3 separate regions of the Mus musculus genome follow, and regions 2 and 3 are each linked to region 1. A link is a contact called in public HiChIP or PLAC-seq and promoter capture Hi-C data. All regions are on one chromosome and are shown on one strand. The core of a region is the stretch at or near the end of the contact, and the rest is flanking DNA. Distances in the headings are between cores, read along the strand shown.

What was found. Promoter capture Hi-C pulls out the DNA fragments that hold promoters and counts their contacts. HiChIP or PLAC-seq counts read pairs in DNA pulled down with a chosen protein or histone mark.
Region 2: a FOXA1 HiChIP or PLAC-seq map of pancreatic cancer cells shows a contact between it and region 1. The contact joins the promoter of Naa25 here to the promoter of Fam216a in region 1.
Region 3: a contact with region 1 is called in a promoter capture Hi-C map of the HPC-7 cell line. The contact joins the promoter of Brap here to the promoter of Fam216a in region 1. A contact is called at or near these places in 2 of 39 promoter capture datasets (the HPC-7 cell line and cranial neural crest) and 1 of 9 other capture datasets (pancreatic islet).

What each region holds. Positions count from the first base shown.
Region 1 is chr5:122,370,922-122,373,898 of GRCm38.p6, reverse strand. Fam216a (family with sequence similarity 216, member A) reads left to right here and starts at 1,557. Exons shown (of 7, transcript NM_026883.4): 1 at 1,557-2,016. The coding sequence starts at 1,952. It overlaps Gpn3 (GPN-loop GTPase 3), which reads right to left and starts at 1,391. Exons shown (of 8, transcript NM_024216.2): 1 at 1,243-1,391. The coding sequence starts at 1,290.
Region 2 is chr5:121,396,407-121,399,383 of GRCm38.p6, reverse strand. It overlaps Naa25 (N(alpha)-acetyltransferase 25, NatB auxiliary subunit), which reads right to left and starts at 1,389. Exons shown (of 24, transcript NM_172722.4): 1 at 1,322-1,389. The coding sequence starts at 1,379.
Region 3 is chr5:121,659,054-121,662,030 of GRCm38.p6, reverse strand. Brap (BRCA1 associated protein) reads right to left here and starts at 1,468. Exons shown (of 12, transcript NM_028227.3): 1 at 1,183-1,468; 2 at 1-31. The coding sequence starts at 1,264. It overlaps Acad10 (acyl-Coenzyme A dehydrogenase family, member 10), which reads left to right and starts at 1,521. Exons shown (of 21, transcript NM_028037.4): 1 at 1,521-1,738.

The DNA of each region.
Region 1 (2,977 bases), core at 308-2,807:
AAGGTGGGGGGTTAGCACCCAAGGCAGTAGCGTACCGCCCTCCACATGCCCAGACAATTCTCCCCTCTCTGAGCCAGTGTCCACCCAAGCCAAACTGCACCTCCAGGGAAACCCTGGGAAGGCGATGAGACCAGAGCTGCAGATCTAGATGCAGGGCGTGGGCTCAGGATGTTTCTTTAACACAGTCTACAAATTAACGTAGGTTACAGAAATGACCTCCTCCACGCTCCACGCTTCCTTTTGACAGCCTGTTCTCTCTACCTAGGACAGCCCCACCATACAGATGCACTGTAACTGACAGGTGAGCTGTGTACCTTCCAGATCAGATGACAGGCCCTGTGGAGTCACACAGCCATCTCTAGTACTCTGAATATTGTATTTATTAAATATTAAAATGATACAAACACCTCTATAGACTCTAGGCATCCCTCAAATGTCACCATTGCCGTTTCTACTGTGCTTAAGTGTCCTTAGCATCATTCTCTTAATATGTACACAAAGAAACACTGTATCACACAAAAAAAATAAATATAAAAACTAGAGCCAGGCAGTGGTGGCAGACGCCTTTAATCCCAGCACGTGGGAGGCTGAGGCAGGCGGATTTCTGAGTTCAAGGCCAGCCTGGTCTACAGAGTGAGTTCCAGGACAGCCAGGGCTACACAGAAAAACCCTGTCTCAAAGGAAAAAGAAAAAAATGCCCACAAACAGTGCATATCTACAAACTTATCTGAAACCCATACTCCAAACTTCTGAGAAAAAGGGAAGAAAAGACCCCATACTGGGTGCGTGGCAGGGGGCCTTGTCTGGAATTAGACAGGGGAAAAAAAACCAAAAAAACAAAAAGACCAACAACCCAGACTCAGATTCCGGGGCGGACCTAAGTAAGCGTATGATTTTGAACAAAATAAACCTTTCTGTGTTTGTAATCTGTAGAATGGGTATAGGATCAAGCACACAGAATGGATATGAAGACACCTGGAACGACCAGGGCAGTTCCTGGAGCAAAGGTGTCCTGCAGCTCTGTCTGGGTGCTGGACAGAACTGAAGTCTTTTGGGAGGACAGAACAAGCTCTTGAGCGCTCAGCCCTCTCTCAAGCCGCTCAAGAGCTATTAAAGCTGCTATCACTCCCAGACAAACAAAAAAAAAAAAAAAAGCAAGGTACAAGCAGAGAGCAGGAAGCCGTATACCCAGGGTTTCCCCGGAGCCCAGCCACCCACGCACCGCAGCTCCTCCAGGCTCACCTTCCCGCTGCCCGCGGGGCCCATGACGAGCTGCGCATATCGAGGCATGCCGCCTCTCCGGGGGTTTCACACACAGCCGACGGCCACACTCCCTTCAGCCTTCGCGCGACAGCCACGGCGTTCCGGGGAATGTGCGTAGGAGCCAATCGCAACCACAGATCGCTCGTTCAGCACGGGTATTTACTACACCATAGACTACGGAGCGTCCCCAGGGCCAAAATGCCTTCCGAAACGCGTGCCGTGCTCAGAGAGGAGGCGGGGACACGAGTTCGTTCACGCGTGCGCAGAGAGAGAAAGAGAAAGAGCCGAGAGCCGTTATCGGTTGGGCCTCCGGCGAAGGCGGTTGCCTAGGTGATAGCGGATCGCGAATTACGCTCCGCGCCCCCGGGCCGCAGCACCGGTGCTTGGGTTTGACACATAGGGTGACAACCGAAGGTCTGCAGGTCCTCTGAGGGTCTAGAATACTGAGGTGGATAAGGAATACTTGCTTTAGGGTGCGTGTGGATGGATTTGCCCTGACGCGTCCTTGTCAGCGAGAGATGCCCAGGCGCAGGAGCCTGGTTACCTGAGGTTCCTCCGCCCTCGGGTCTACAGCTCCAGGAACTCGGGTCTTCCTCCGCACCATCCGGCGGCCACTTGAGCAGGGTCGGAGTGGGGAGAGCCGGAGGCCGCCGACTCAGAGCCGGTGTGGTGCACGCGTGTGGACGGGATGCCGAGCCGTTGGCCCGGGGTCGCGGGGCCGCCCGCCTTGGCCCGGACGGAAGGCGGTGAAGGGTGAGGCGGCCTTGGGAACCCCTGCCGAGGAGGCGCGAGACGGGGGGGGGGGGGGGGGGGGGGGGAGCGGGCTCTAGCGGGGCTCGGCTGCCGAGGCGGCCTCGGAGCAGGACAGAGACTGAGCTTTCGGGCTCCTAACCTGGCGGGGAGCCGAGGGTCCAGCCGCCTCGGGCCTGGGAAGGTTTTAACTGTCCCCTAGATGGCTGAGGACAGTTGACTTCTGATATCACAGCTGGATGCCATGCTTCCCTGTCCCCCTCCTGGCCTCCTTCCTTAAAAAAATCAAGAGGCGGGATGACTGGGATCCAACTAGGCCCACAATCATGGCTCTTGTAGAATCTGAATCCGTGGCCATGAAATAAAAATATATTTATGTTTATTAAGTACATTATTATTAAATGTACATTTTATTGTAAATATATATTTGGTGCTAAGACTTTTTTTTTTTTTTCCCCGAGACAGGGTTTCTCTGTGTAGCCCTGGCTGTCCTGGAACTCACTGTAGACCAGGCTGGCCTGAACTCAGAAATCCACCTGCCTCTGCCTCCCGAGTGCTGGGATTAAAGGCGTGTGCCACCACTACCCGGCTACAGGAATCAATTTCATTTTTTGAAAAAAGTAAAAAGACCAGATCCATGATTGGAAACAATTAACAAACCAGCGTACTAGTTCCAGCACAACGTAATTGTTCTTTCCAGGACAGAAATTACTTCTATTAAAGAACAAGAAAGATATCATGTGGCTAAGTACAGGAACCAAGCAAACTACAGGCTTGATCTCACTGTAGAATTAGACTAGGACGCTATGAGACCAGATTTACCTAAGTCCTTTCTGGTAAAGTAAATATTAGACTAGGGATCCAGCTTGGTGGTAGTAGAGCACTTGTATAGTGTTGGTTAGCCCTGAGTTCTATCTCCCAGTAACATACACACACTCACACGTTCATCCTAGTATGCTAAAAA
Region 2 (2,977 bases), core at 140-2,639, 970 kb after region 1:
TTCTATGAGTTCCACGCAGTCGAGGGCTACATAGAGAGGTCTTGTTCCAGACCCAGCACCTACACCCTGGCTTACAACAGTCTGTAACTACAGATCCAGGACATCCTGATGCCCCTCTTCAAGCACCAGGAATGCACGTGGTGCACAGACATCAAACTGGCAAGCAAGAACCCACATATGTACCAATTTGCTAGAGACACAAGCACCCATTCTGCCAAGGGGAGAGGAAAACCCCTAAAAACGAAAGAGCCCAAAACCCATAGCCACACTGAAAACGTGAGGTCTGCTGTAGCCAAAAAAAAAAAAAAAAAAAAAGCACTGACCTTGATAAAGCTTCCTTCCTCATCATTACCTGAGACAAGACCATACAACCATCAACGAGGCGAGCGAGACATGGCAAAATTAAATAAAATAAATAAATAAATAAATAAGGCACCGCTTCCAATAACAGAACATCTCAGTCACTGCAAAGTGTTTTCTCTCTGACTCAGTTTGGTGATTCTTTTTATTCTATTACGGTGGGAAGATGACGATAAAGACACATCTTGAAAGCCTGCGGGGTTTGGGATGCGCGCCGTGAGGAGGGTTCAACGCAAGCAAAAGCACGAGGAAGTCAAGAGGCAGAGAATAAACCTCAGACACGGTGCTGAAAGGTTAAAAAAAACAAAAAACCTTCCATTCCAGCAGCCTGGCCGGCCGCTCCGGCAACACCAGCTCCTGCCATCTCTTGCCCGCTATTCGGGGCCCGCGACCCCCTCCCCCCCGCCTCCCACGTGTGCCCAGAACAGCTGTTCCTGCATCAGGATGGGACTCGGGTCTCAGTGACCTTGCATCAGCCCCTTCCCTTCTCCGGGTCTCAGTTTCCCCACGTGCACTTAGACTACATTCTGTAAGACAGCCCTCCCCGGATCCTCATCCTGGTACCCAGAGCAATCATCACTGGGGTATCTCCCTTCCGGAGGCGAGCGCTCCCACCGTCGCGCCTGAGCCGCTTGTCACCTGCAAGAAAAGACCGCGCGGGGGTTCCTCGGGAGCGGCTGGAATAAAACAACCTGCCGGGAGCGCTGGTCTCCAAGCGGCGGCGCGATCCGCACAGAGTTGACAGCGGCGCGCACCCACCGTTGTCTTGTCGCCTCCGGGTCCAGCGACGCCGGGGTCCGCGCCTAAGCGAGGGCGAGGCTGCGGCCTAGCGCCCCGCGCGGTCCGCCCCCTCGCCGCCCCACCCCGCGCGCGACCCCAGCGACCCTCCCTGGCCTTCGCCCGAACCGGGGCACGCTTTGTCTCGCCGCGGTGGCTAACAGACCGACTCCGGGGTACTCACCGTAAATGGGCCGGAGGCGCCGGTCGTTAGGGTCCTGCACATGGCCCCGCGTCGCCATGATGACAAGCGCAGAACCTCAGTGCGCAAGCGCTGAGCAGGCCCCCGGGAAGGGGCCGTTAAAGGGCCAGCGTCGAGCTCGCCGACCTATCGCGATAGTGGAGGGGAGGTACGGCGGAGTGCGCCTGCGTAGAAAGGGTGGCTCGCCTCTCCTTTAATTGGCGCTGTGGTTTGATTTTTTTTTTTTTTTTTTTTTTTTTTGCCTGCGGAGTCATCGGGACCCCAGGGGCGGTTGTTGTGGTTGAAGGCGTGGAGAGAGAGTGCGGTTTAATCTCACTGACTGTAACAGCTAGAAGAACCAGTTGGTTTTGGCCCTTGATGGTGAAGCAACCTGGAACTTGTTGAGTGGGAGCCCTGGGAGCGTGCTTGCCCAACAGTGAAACTGTAGAAAAAGCCTGCGAGCCCTCCTCCACCCGTTCCCTGAACTCAGTGCTGTGCGTGGCTAGACACTAGTGCAAGCTCTTTAAGTAGGTTGCTTTTAACATTCCCACGGCACTAGACGGTATAATGAGCTTTCTTTGTACAGATTTACAATTCGCACGGCCCAGAGTTATGAGTGCTATTTGGGCGGCGATAATGACAAGGAGCTAAAGGTATCCCCAGCACTCGGGAGGCAGAGGCAGGCGGATCTCCTTGAGTTCGAGGTTAGCCTGGTCTACATAATGAGTTCCAGGACAGCCAAGGCTATGTAGAGACCCTGTCCCTATAAAGAAATGGATAGAAATAAAAATAAAAAGGTTCTCCCACCAAGTGGTTGCTTGCCCTATTTGGCTGGCATTCCTCCTTGCCCCAACAATTTTTCCCTCAGTTCATGGCTCCTCTTCTCCAGCTGCATGTAACTGGATTTGGCGTTTGTAACACTTTCACAGACCAGTGAATCTTGTAGCTTTAGCGGTATGTAAGGTGTATATCCGTAACTACCGCACTGAAGGGGCTAAGACAAGAGGCTAGTAAGGGCCAGACTGGGCTAGCTACATAGGAAGACCCTGTCTCAAAAGAGAGGGAGAAGAAATGGTACATGTTTGAGCTGATTTAGCTTAGGGATTTAAACATTACACAATGTATACAAGTATGGGGCAATACATAGTACCCTGTACAGATGTATAACTGTTTGAATGTGTCCCTTACAAGTTTTAAAAGCTTACCATTGGTTATTTCATGTGTGTTTCTGTATATATGTGTGTGGGCACTCCAATACCCAAAGTGTGGAGGGTCTCTCTGTCTACCACAGTGGTTCTCAACCTGTGGTTCGTGACCCTCATTCATTCTATTTCAGATGTTTACAATTGGTAACATGAGCAAAGTTACAGTTATGAAGTAGCAATGAAATAATTTCATGGTTGGGGGTAGGGGTCACCACAACATGAGGCCCTGTGTTAAAAGGTTGCAGCTTCAGAAAGGTTGTAATCCACTGTAAAAATGTGAAAGCTGCCAGGGCATGGTGGCGCACGCCTTTAGTCCAAGCACTTGGGAGGCAGAGGCAGGTGGATTTCTGAGTTTGAGGCCAGCCTGGTCTACAGAGTGAGTTCCAGGACAGCCAGGGCTACACAGAGAAACCCTGTCTTGAAAAAGAGGAGGAAGAGGAAGGAAGGAAAAATG
Region 3 (2,977 bases), core at 219-2,718, 710 kb after region 1:
TTTTTGATCTCCTCATCAGACATCTCTCCAGCTGGAGAACACATGAAAGATTAATACCTAATGACAGAACAAATTCCTCTCACTTCTTGGCACATCAATCAATAGCTTTCCTGCTCCTCTATGGCGTGTCCCCCTGGATGAGGCTCTTTTCCAGTGTCTGCCTCTGTCCCTCTACTTATTAATGAATAAGCAGCATTTCAGAAACCCGGAGATGTGACCGAAATTCCTTAACATCAGTTCTGAGGCAGGCACCAGGCCTGTCCAGTACGGCACTCAACCCACACAACCAAGCACACAGTAGGAGTTCTCAGCACCCGATCCACACATCTAAGCACACAGTAGGTACTCTCCCCCTAGGCTTTACTGCATAAATGTCTCCAGGACTGGGCCAGGATGAAGTTACCTGTTTGTGCCTAGTGCCAACTTAACTGACTTTCAGATCTAGGGGTCACTTTGAGCTCTGGAATTTCGCTTGTAACCTTGAAATAAATCAAGTCACTGGAGTCTCAAAGACCAAGAAAGACCACAACACACTCTTCTACTGCAGCTCCAAAGAATGGACCCACAGAGTGTCCAGGATGCCATCCTTCCGAGAACGAGCGCCAGCCCAGCTCTCCAAACTAAGTGTCCGTTTCTCTTTTCCATCAACTTGGGACATTTAGTCCGTATGGCACATATCAGACCAAGTCTGATTCAGGGCATGACAAAACTCTTGACAGATACCAAGCAATCGCCCTCCCACACACACCTTTTTCTCGTCGGTCTTTTGAGACAGGTTTCCGCCCCCCCCCCCCAACCCTGCCTGGCTTCTGGTTGCCTGTCCTCCTGCCTTCACTTCAGGATCCTCAATGCTATCAGGTAAGGTTGTGACGATCACGGGAAGAGCCGAAGCTGCATGACCCACTAAGGAAGTCTGTGGCCGGTGGTGAAGACGTCAGCCTCTCGGTCCCCGGCTGGGCTAAAACTCGCGTTTCCAGCCACTCACACCTAACTTTGGGCAAATCCTTTCCCCACCGGTCTGTCTGACTGCCAGCTTGGGAAAGGCGCACAGCATCGCCCCCGCGCCCTGGGCCGCGCTTTCTCGCAGCGAGGGCGACGTCGAGCAGAGGCGCCCGGCAAGTCCGGGGGCCGGTGGAGCGAGGGCTGCCGACCCTCCGGCCCGGCGCGAGGCCGCCGACTCACCGGCGGCGCTGAAGCCGAAGTCGGTGGGGACCGGCGAGTGACCCGCGAGCTCCAGTCGGATGACCACCAGTGACACACTCATAGGACAGGCGCTGCTCGGCGTGGGCCCCGGTGGGCTGACGGAAGGCTGCGGCCCGAGCCCAGAGGCCGAGCGGCCCGCGGTCGGCAGCGCCGCCACCGCCTCAGAAGCCGCGGCCGCCGCCTCAGCAGCGGCAGCCCCCGTCGCGCGCAGCCTGCCGAGCCACAACAACCTCCGCTTCCGCCTGTCGGCCGCCGTCTCTGACCCGCCGGGTCGCGCACGCGCACGCGGAAAGGGGCGAGGCCCCGGGCGCGCATGCGCTTTCGACAGCTGCTTCTGCCCCCTTGGCTGACCGTCTGGACAGGGTCCGAGGAGCGTGCGCAGAGCACGCAAAGACGCCTGGCTCCTATTTTGCGTTTGACCCCTCTCTACGTTTGTCCTCCTTAGTTTTCCCGCAGGGCTCACCGAGAGTCTATGGGTCCGCAGAGACTCTGAGGCTTCCTGGGTCTTCGACCTCAGGGTTGTAACTTTCTGCAGGTATGGCGAGGGGCTGGCTAGGAGCGCAATGACTTCACAGATAATCCACTGAGAGCCGGGCACTGCGGGGCTGCGTGGGATGATTATTTTTGCGGACACAGAAAACAGCCCCAGACAGGACAAGCTTCAGCACTCGTGCGATCCTGAGCTAGTTATTGCATAACCACTCGGTTGTGTGATACAAAACGCTGTGTAAGAGACAGGGATACGCTGGGAAGCCTATAGGTCATGGTTAAATTTGGTTTTGTGGTTTGGATGTGTTTGGTTTTGTTTTATTTTTTGTTTGTTTTTGTTGTTTTCTTCTCCAAGTCAGAGTTGCTCCAAGTACGCCTAGCTGTCCTAGAACTCACTCTGTAGACCAGGCTGTCCTCGAACTCAGAGATCTGCCTGCCTAAGCCTCTGGAGTTGTGGGATACAGCCCTGCCCTACCACCGTCTGGCCATTGTTTAGTTGTTTTGAGGTTTTGAGTTGTTCTGAGACAAGGTCTTGAGTAGCCCAAGATACTGAGAACCCTATATATTGGAGAAAAGATAATCTATGTTCTCTACGTATTGGAATCAGATGTCCTTGAACTTCTGACCCTCCTGCCTTTTCCACCTCATCAGTGCCAGGGTTACTTCCAGGCTTCTGCTGAAGGCTTTGTGCTTCACAAGATGGCAGGATAGAACTAACTCAAGATTGTCCTCTGTGCAGGTGCTATAGTGAGCACACACACTGAGGAATGCACTTAAGGGTTAGAATGCTTTAGGTATAGGCTCTGGGTTCAGTGTCTAAAATACACACACACATACACACGATATAATCGAAACAATGTTCAGGACACACACACACATAAGAGAAAGAAAGAAGGAAAGAAAGAAAGGAAGGAGAAAAGAAAGAAAGAAAGGGAGAAAGAAAGGAAGAAAGGCCAGGTAAGATTAGTGCATATATGGAGAAAAAATATGACATGTCAGGAAGGACAATATTGTGTACATGCTATAGTGTAAGAGGTCTGGGAGAGGCCATGGATACAAATGGTACCTGTAACAGGAACATACAATATATAGAGGTGTTTATACTATTTTCTATGTAATATGTCTTAAAGCCTTTTAATGCCAAGATTTCCCAACTTCTGCTCAACTTTCACTTTCTATAACCCTTTTGGGGTGCGTGTATGTGTGTCTGTGAACCATAGACCTCAGTGGTACTGTCACCTGGTGGTGACCACCAAAAAAAGCATAGATATCACCAAATCATACC